Linked DNA regions of Zea mays: all the other regions are linked to region 2. Evidence: chromatin contacts called from public Hi-C data. All regions are on one chromosome and are shown on one strand. The core of a region is the stretch at or near the end of the contact, and the rest is flanking DNA. Distances in the headings are between cores, read along the strand shown. Region 1 overlaps LOC103642312 (protein LAX PANICLE 2). Region 2 overlaps LOC100383196. Region 3 holds the start of LOC103642312 (protein LAX PANICLE 2).

What was found. A called contact is a pair of places that touch in the nucleus more often than the background predicts.
Region 1: a Hi-C map of leaf shows a contact between it and region 2, with 2.5 times the contacts expected there. The contact joins two enhancer-like sites. A contact is called at or near these places in 4 of 25 Hi-C or Micro-C datasets (ear, leaf and tassel).
Region 3: a Hi-C map of ear shows a contact between it and region 2, with 2.9 times the contacts expected there. The contact joins the promoter of LOC103642312 here to the enhancer-like site in region 2. A contact is called at or near these places in 6 of 25 Hi-C or Micro-C datasets (ear, leaf and tassel).

The regions. Positions count from the first base shown.
Region 1 is chr10:14,023,731-14,026,430 of Zm-B73-REFERENCE-NAM-5.0, reverse strand. All of the region lies in intron 3 of LOC103642312 (protein LAX PANICLE 2), which reads right to left. Among protein-coding and RNA genes, the nearest start is that of LOC109943159, 62 kb to the left of the region's middle. Within about 2 kb of position 1,295, at least 9 of the 20 cell types and tissues checked have an H3K27ac peak or open chromatin away from gene starts, as enhancers often do. A contact at or near this core is called in leaf, where this site is marked.
Region 2 is chr10:13,678,830-13,681,529 of Zm-B73-REFERENCE-NAM-5.0, reverse strand. It overlaps LOC100383196, which reads right to left. Exons shown (of 14, transcript NM_001175858.1): 13 at 2,323-2,513; 14 at 1,581-2,231. The coding sequence ends at 2,030. Among protein-coding and RNA genes, the nearest start is that of LOC100383196, 6.2 kb to the right of the region's middle. Within about 2 kb of position 1,374, at least 19 of the 20 cell types and tissues checked have an H3K27ac peak or open chromatin away from gene starts, as enhancers often do. A contact at or near this core is called in ear, leaf and tassel, where this site is marked.
Region 3 is chr10:13,951,263-13,953,962 of Zm-B73-REFERENCE-NAM-5.0, reverse strand. It overlaps LOC103642312 (protein LAX PANICLE 2), which reads right to left and starts at 1,429. Exons shown (of 4, transcript XM_008665620.4): 1 at 511-1,429; 2 at 330-383; 3 at 53-128. The coding sequence starts at 1,019.

The sequences.
Region 1 (2,700 bases), core at 46-2,545, 340 kb before region 2:
TCACAGAGAAAGTCAGTCGATGAGGTTTGACTGTGTGATTGTCGTACGTGCTGATTGAAGCAAAGATTATTATGATATGACAACCATGGACACATGAACCAGATAGTAATGTATTGCAATTGAATGCCTACATAAACCAGTGTCCGCGGCAGATCTGGACTCAACGGCTGTTAAATTACAAGCCACTATTCATCAGGAAACAAACAAACGAAGGAGCAGGACACGACATGCCTAGCTAGCTAGCTAGTTGTTAGGATGCAAAGCTTATTTTTCGCGTATTTTTATATGGACACGAAGGTGGTTATAGCTAGAGCTACCTAAATTAATTAGGGTCCGTTTGATAGAGATTTACGAGTTCAAAGTGTAAAATTAGATACCAGATTTCTCTATATATATCCACGCAGAGAGATCAGAGCATGCAGTTCCACCATATATGGATCGATCTGCAGGGGGTTCTTCAAAAGTAGCGTTTGGTTTTGAGTTGTAGGCAGATTCAGGTTTTGAGTTCGAGTTTTTGGCCTAATATATCATGTTGCCTGAAAAAAGCAGCATAAACGAAGGCCTAAAACTGAACAACATTATATAGTTTTACTTGCATACGCAGTGTCAGTGGAGAGCGTGGACGTGTTTCTCATGCATGCGCGCGTGTTTGAGGAAAATGCATTACGCATGCACTCTTTCCCGGCCTTTAACACCCTAATTAGTTAATTAATAATCCAGGTATGTGTACACGCGTCGTATATATCGTGCATGTCACCGTATATAGATGCTATATATACGTGTGTATATATGATAGAAGAATACATAATTAATGAAAAAAACCTACTCCTATCTAATAATTGAAACAAATCAATGACGTAACAGCTGTGTGATATGATATATGCATATGCCTGTCGATCGGTCAGAGTTCATAGTCGCATGTACAGTCGGCGAGAAAACGAAACGACACACACTGTAGTGTAGTACTGGCCGCTGTGCGTTGTTGTGTCGTCGTCGGTGGGGATCTGCTTGTCTAATCATGCATGATACCATATATAGCAAGCATCGTGTGCAGTGATTGCCAGCAGGGTGTATATATATATGAATCATCATCATCATGCATCAATTCTGATTGACGAGAAGGATACGTACGCGCGGTCCAGTGCAGGCCGGCACGCATGATCATATCAGCATGCATGTATGATCCATGCAATGCCATGCGCACCGATGGATGGATCGCCTCATATATATACGGCTAGCTATAGCATGCATGCATGCAGAGAGGCAGGGGCAGGGGCAGGGCATGCAGCAACTGCAGCTGCAGTTACACGTACGTGGTGCGTGGTCACGTAGCCGTGCACATCAGGGAGCAAGGACCATCGCATTTGGAAAAAAAAACGAGCTCGTGTCTCACTGATTGGTTAGGTGTGGCCGTGTGTTAGGTGTCACGTCCATTCGTGAAAGCTAGCTCAACGACGGCATGCCAAGTGCCAGCCACCGATCGAAAACTAGCCTATACGCGAACGTCGTCATTAGTGAAGCAGGCCAGCATAAGGCTATCTCCGGCAGATCTCGTATTCCATTTTCTATCGTATCCCCTATTTCAATCTTTCACTCTGTAAACAGTGTCATCTACAGTGTTCCGTGTCCCACTCTTTTACCATATCCACTGAAGACAGCATAAGAACTAATGTTCATCATACCTTATCTTTCAAACGCAACACTGGAGATTCGATCTATCTCTACATAGTTAGTGAAGGAAAGAGTGTCGACGTCTCTACCTCGCCATCGTTGAGCCGACTCTCATCACCCCTAATTGGCATCGGCATCCAACAACAAAGTATAACCTCTGAGTTCTCACATATTTAGGGCTAGGATTTTGGAGCAAGGGCGTATTAGTCTAATCGTGGCATCAAAGCCAAGTTTAGGCTCGAACCCTTACCCTATCTGTTCACGATATTCGGTTTAGGGATGAACCCGAGCAACCCCACTCCCCTCAAAGACACACATTCATTTATTAGGAAAACAAGCGGAATAAGAGAAGATTGAACCCTTGCCCTATTTCCCCCAATTCCTCAAAACTCAAACTGCCCATTCGAGCACACAGAGAAAGGAAGGGGTACAATAAGATTTACCTAGCCATTGATAGCCATGGAAAAGGCAGCGCGACCACCGGTCTCATGCACGATAGCGGCATGCTCACTCACAGGTGAACACACATTGGCAATGGGCCCTACAGGTGGTTCCAGTACACTCTGCCACGATCTCTCAGTCTCACTGAAGATGATGAGGAAGGCAGAGGAAGGGACGAAGGCGCTGAGGACGGGAGCGGGAGTGGAGAGGGTGAGAGAGATGGGCAAGAGGGAGAGAAGAATAAATTAGGATTTTCCTCCTCGACCAAATTTTTTTTCTTTTTATAAATGCTGAAATGATTGGCAGCCGACGGATTAGATTGGGTGGTATAGGATGAATGGCTGCTTTTGGCCCAGGCGGGACAAGGGTTTGGCGATCTAGACCTAGGTTACAACATGATGCACATGAGATGGAGTGGAGGAAACTAATATGCAACCAAAGATTGACCGAGCTAGGCTGGTTTAGCTGCTTCTTGGCTAAAAATAGTGCTACATAGTGAAAGTTGTATGTTCTTTTTTCTTTGTCGCTTTTACTTAAGAGAAATATTTATATAAATATTTATATATTATTTTGAGCACTATTTTAGAT
Region 2 (2,700 bases), core at 125-2,624:
GGTGCACTGGACCTCTGCACTGTTGCAGAAAATCTATTAGTCGACCAACGACTAGCTGACATGGAGGGTCCAAACAAGCGGTTCGGTGCGGCGCACAAAAGTCTGCTTTCCTCCAACGGCTAGTTTTGGATGGAGGCTCTATAAATACCCCTAGCCAGTCATTTGAAGGTGTGGGAGCCTAAGCAACATACCAAGCAAGGTCATACACATTTCCATAACTCCAAACACTCAAGTGCTTAATAGAATCACTCGGTGATTAGCGTGGGTGCTTTGCGAAGTGCTTAGGTTAGTTAGACCGCTTATGCACTTGCTCTAGATTTGTTCCCAGTTGTGGGAGTGAGGTTAGACAACTCACAAATCCCTAGGCTCTTGCGCGAACCATTGTAAGTGTACTGAGTGGGGCAAGAGTCTTGCGAGACCACACCAACCTAGTTTATGATATAGCTGCCACCGTGTACTAGAGGGAACGAGGCCTGCGGCGTTTCAGCCGAAAGCTCGATAGTGAAGACAGCAGGTAGCGTCCGAGAGGAGGTCGGAAGCGGAGCACCACTTGCGTGTGGAGAAGGCATGCGGCTCTCTACGGAGTTACTCGACCGGATGTTTGGCCCTCGTGTGGGCTTTCCTTGTGCATGAGCACCAACGAGGATTAGTCAGAACCTTACACGGTTCTGGATTTCTCGTTAAAAATATCGGTGCGTCTATCGAAATTTGCAATCTCTATCTTTGCTTTTTAGCTTCCGCATTTACATTAGTTACTTAATTTGCAATCTATATTATTCTTAGTTTAGAATATAGGTTTGGAACTTTGGTTACATAACTCTTTTAGCGATAGAGATAGCAACACTTAGACAAAACCTGAATTGCACATTCTTGTTTAGTTATTTGCATATTTTTTGTTTAAGAGATTTATTTGTGGTCTAGATTAGCGCAATTTTAAAAGTCCTAATTCATCTCCACTTTGGCGTCTGTGTTCTTTTCATAGGCCACCTGCATTAAATAGGGATAATCTTGGCTTATACAAATACTTAATGCTCTTTAGTCAGTTTTTGTTTGTCAAACTATTAAGTTTAGGAAAGTGAAAGCAAACACGGCAAACTTAAACCGGCCGGCGGGGCTGCTGGGCGACACGGCCATAAATCCTGTCGGGCTCGGTGGACGCCGTTATGCGGGGCCGTATCTCGTGCAGGGCCGGCAGCGCCGAGACAAGGAGATCCATTCCAATCCACATTACCCACCCCCGCCGCGCGGCATCGTACGAGTAGGATCTTGTGCGGCTGCATCCGCAAATCTGGGTCTGGGAGGGAAGGGAGCATTCAACACTGGTCGGGCTGGGCCACTCGCTCATCAGTCACGCACGCCCCGTGCGCCGTGCGCGGGGCCTCCCCCTCTGTCACGGAACAGGAGTTTGGTGCTGCAGCAGAACAGAGCAGCCCACCACACCTGCACGTCAGTGTAGCAGCAAATCAAGCTCACTACCATGGCTGCAGATCCTCTCAACCATGCAAACCCTTCGACATCCGCACCCATCGAACCGACAGTTGCAGGTCATACCCAACACAAACTGGAGCATGACTTCGAGTACCATGACAATACATTACTACGCTTCAGATCCAAGGCTATTTACAGCGCTCCGCAAGGAAAAGGATTGGCCAAGCAGGCGCACCAGCGGTTTCTTGCCTGCTTTCTCCTGCTCTGCTACAACTTACCCCCAGGCGGGTCAGCACACAGAGCAGGGCACACACCCCCCAAAAAAATCCAGCTTACGACGGGAAACTAGCACCAGGAGAAGCACCATCTACAAACTGGGTACCGCGGGGCTTTTACCCGGAGGCATACACACAAAATTACCTACCTACTACACACCACTGAAACACACCCCTTTCTCGTTCTTCCGGTCACTCTGACACGTGGCCTTTTGTCTGCTTCACCACTTTCAAAAGGGCTGCAAGAAGTGAAACACACACAAGATTAGCTTAGGGTCAGTAGTTCTTCCGTGCAGCCAAGGCTAGACATTGCTGCTGAAGCTGCCTCACTGACTGGACAAGTTAGCGCGGTTCTCAGAATCGACAGCCGAAGTCGAGGGGCCGCTCCGGGGCTCTTTGGAAGCCAGCCCTCTTCCCAGCGAGTCAGACAGGCAGTCTTCGAGCCTCGCGTTTAGGGCGCCTGGGTTCATCCTCTCCACTTCCTCCCTTGTGTAGATGAAGATCTTGTGGACCATGTCACAGAACTCACTGCGCAGACAGAGGGAATCCAAGGTTAATCGTGACTGCATTTTCGATCAGCAGGCGGCGGAACGGATATTCAGGTGGGTAGGACACTTGCTTCCAGGGGTCGTCGCCGACCAGCATCATGTCGCCTTCGTTGTCAGTGTAGACGACCAACCAGTTCCTGCAAGGACTCTTCAGCTCACCATCGAAGTCAAACATCTGGTCTAGTTCGGCAATCAGCTCATCGTAGCAAGCGAACTTTGTTAGATCGATCGATCTCCCGAGGGCGCTGCCTTGCTTATGGACCTGAAATGGGAAAGCCTTGTCATATTCAGAAATTCCACAAACAACACGACGTTCCTCAAATATAATAAGAGGGCAAAAGGAGGAAAATGGAAGTAATTAGATAGAATATTTGACCATTACCATTAGAAAGCTAAGATTTCTCAAGGCCATGTCACTATGACAATGGTACATTTGTCATCACATATCT
Region 3 (2,700 bases), core at 180-2,679, 270 kb before region 2:
AGAAAGGGCATATCGCATATATGATGGGGAATTGGGGAGTCGACATACGTACCTGTGAATCATCGTCAAGGCCCAGCTTGTTAACCAGGTACCTCATCACTACTCTAACTGTCATCATCCTCCCGTCTCTGTTGCCCGCCGGCCGCCGGCAGCATCAATGTGCGTGGCACGCATGAATGCATGATCAAACACCATGCATGCATGCATTGTATAGATTAACCAGAGAGAGGAAGTATAATCAGAATGTAATAATTATAGCTAATAACACACGGAGGGAATTAATGGTAGTACGTGGATGGATGGAGGGAGGGAGCCAGGAAGGTACTGACCTAACCCTCAAGTAGCTCCTGGGGATGTGCGGCAACGGCGGCTCCTCCCTCCTCCTGCACGGACGCGAAGACGATCGAGAGCGCGCGGCAACAACGGCGTGAGCTACCCACCCACATTGCCCAGAAACAAACAACAAAGTCGGTGGCGGGACGCCGACACGTCCGTCGTCCTACTACTCACTGGTTCGGGGCCGCCCGGAGCAGGAACCACGTGCCGGCCTCGTGCGCGGGGGGCGGCGGCGCCACTGCCCGCGCCGGCGCCGGCGCCGGCGCCGAGGACGAGGACGACGACGGGCGCCCTGCTGGCTGCAGAGACAGCAGTAGCTGCGGCGGGAGCTGAGGAGGCGGCGCGGCAGCGGGCTGCACGGACGACGTCGCCGTCGAAGGGCCCGCGTCGTCGTCGTCGTCGTCGCGCCTCGGCCGTTTCCGGCGCGGCGGCGAGGACGGGGACGGGCCCCCGATTCCGAGCTGCAGCCACGAGGACCCGGCGTCGCTGCTGCTGCTGCTGCTGGCCGCTGCTGCTGGTTCATGGACGTCGTGGGGCGGTTGCGGTTGCGCCTGCGGCGCGAGCTGGTGCAGTATCTCTGCTGGCGGCTGCTGCTCGTGCTCGTGCTGGTGCTCGGGCTCGGGCTGCTGCGCGGCGGTGTCCTTACTACTGTGCCGGTGCGGGCGGGAGGGGTCCTGTGCCATGGGCGTCAGGACGACGACGGGCGGCAGCTGATGTTGGCTGAGGCGAACGCTGGCGACGGCGGCGGCGGACGGCGCCCATGGGTGGTGTGGCGGTGCGGACGGAGCGACGTCACCATCCTCTCATGCCTCCTCTCCTCCCGTGGTGCTGCGCCGCGCCGCGGCCGCCAACACCATAGAGAGAGCAAGGAGGAGGAGGAGGAGGAGGAGGAGGAGGGAGAGAGAGAGAGAGAGAGACGAAGGTGCGACAGGGAGCGAGAGAAGGGAAAAGGTTGAAATGCCCGAGGTGCCTTTCATATAAGGTAGACGACAGGCACGTATTGTATTGTATACACGCTAGCTACATTACACTACTACTGCACTTCGATTCTCTGCTGGCTACTAGTCATCATCGTCTCCCCGGGCCTGTGTCTGTGTGTGCTAGAGTAGAGTAGAGTAGAGAGAAGGTAAGCTGTCATGGGCCGCGAGGAGGAGGCGCACAGTGCCTAACTTTGATGCTTGCTTGTTGTGGGCATTATTATTATACATACATGCATGCTGAGGTCATCCCATGGCCCATGACATGCACCAGCGCTCGCTCGCGTGTGTGACGTTGACTAGTTTACGGTCAGCTGAGCTGGCTTTATTAGTTAGTTCCCGTCCCGCCCGCGTAGGCGTCTCGTCTCGTTTGGACACCTGCAACTGGATTTGTTCTGTGAATGATATAATTGTAATTTATTAGATATAAGGTAGGCTGATATATATTAAGCTAGCTAATCTAATGAACATAGTCTTACATGCTTCTGCAAACTTAAGAAAAAGCCAGGGAAATGACAGTTTTTTCAAGCGAAATGGTCGGCTTTAATTCGTTCAAAGCCCCTAATAAGAAAAGCTATAGATGTCAGCGCCAAACGCTCTCCAAATGCTAAGCAAGGCCGAACCGAAATTAAGGTTGGGATGTCAGCGTGCGTGCGTGACTGCTGCGACGCGCGCGCACCGTACCAGCACTCGTCGTGCCTTGTCACCTCAGCTAGCTGCTTCCCTCCCGATCCATCGGTGCTAGCTCTACTGCTCTCCCTCCACTGGGGCCTGCATGCACAAATATTATTCCTTGCTTGCTTTCCCTTGTAGCTGCTAGCTCCGTGCCTCCGTCCGTCCGTCCATGACACGTACACGATCAAGGTTGACTGCTCATCGACCAATCTTTATTTATTGATATATATGATATTCATACATATATCGTAATATTATGATAATGATAACCAGTCTAAGTCACATATGCTGTGCAAGTGGAATGTACAATCTATGTGTGTGTATTATAATTCAAAACCGAGAGACTTTATTATTATAGTGAAAACCAACATTAATATTGTAGACTTAGCGAAGAAGTCTATTAGTAACTTCCTTCTTGGGTATTTTCTTCTTCAAGTGTTCCTTCACCTCGGCGTGTTCGTGACGACATTCGATTGCGTGTGCTCATGCTTGTTGTCCGGCGACATACCTTATAGGGAAAACTACCTCTTAGTTTACGAAATGAAAAAGATATATACAACTAGGACAACACTCATTGAAAGGAACAATGTGTCTTGAGCCATTTCTATAAATGTTTTGGTGATCAATGACCAACATATCACTATGTGGACTAGCATGTTTGCTAAGTGCGTATGTGCAGGAATTAAGTTCAGATAAATAGGAATCAAGTTGG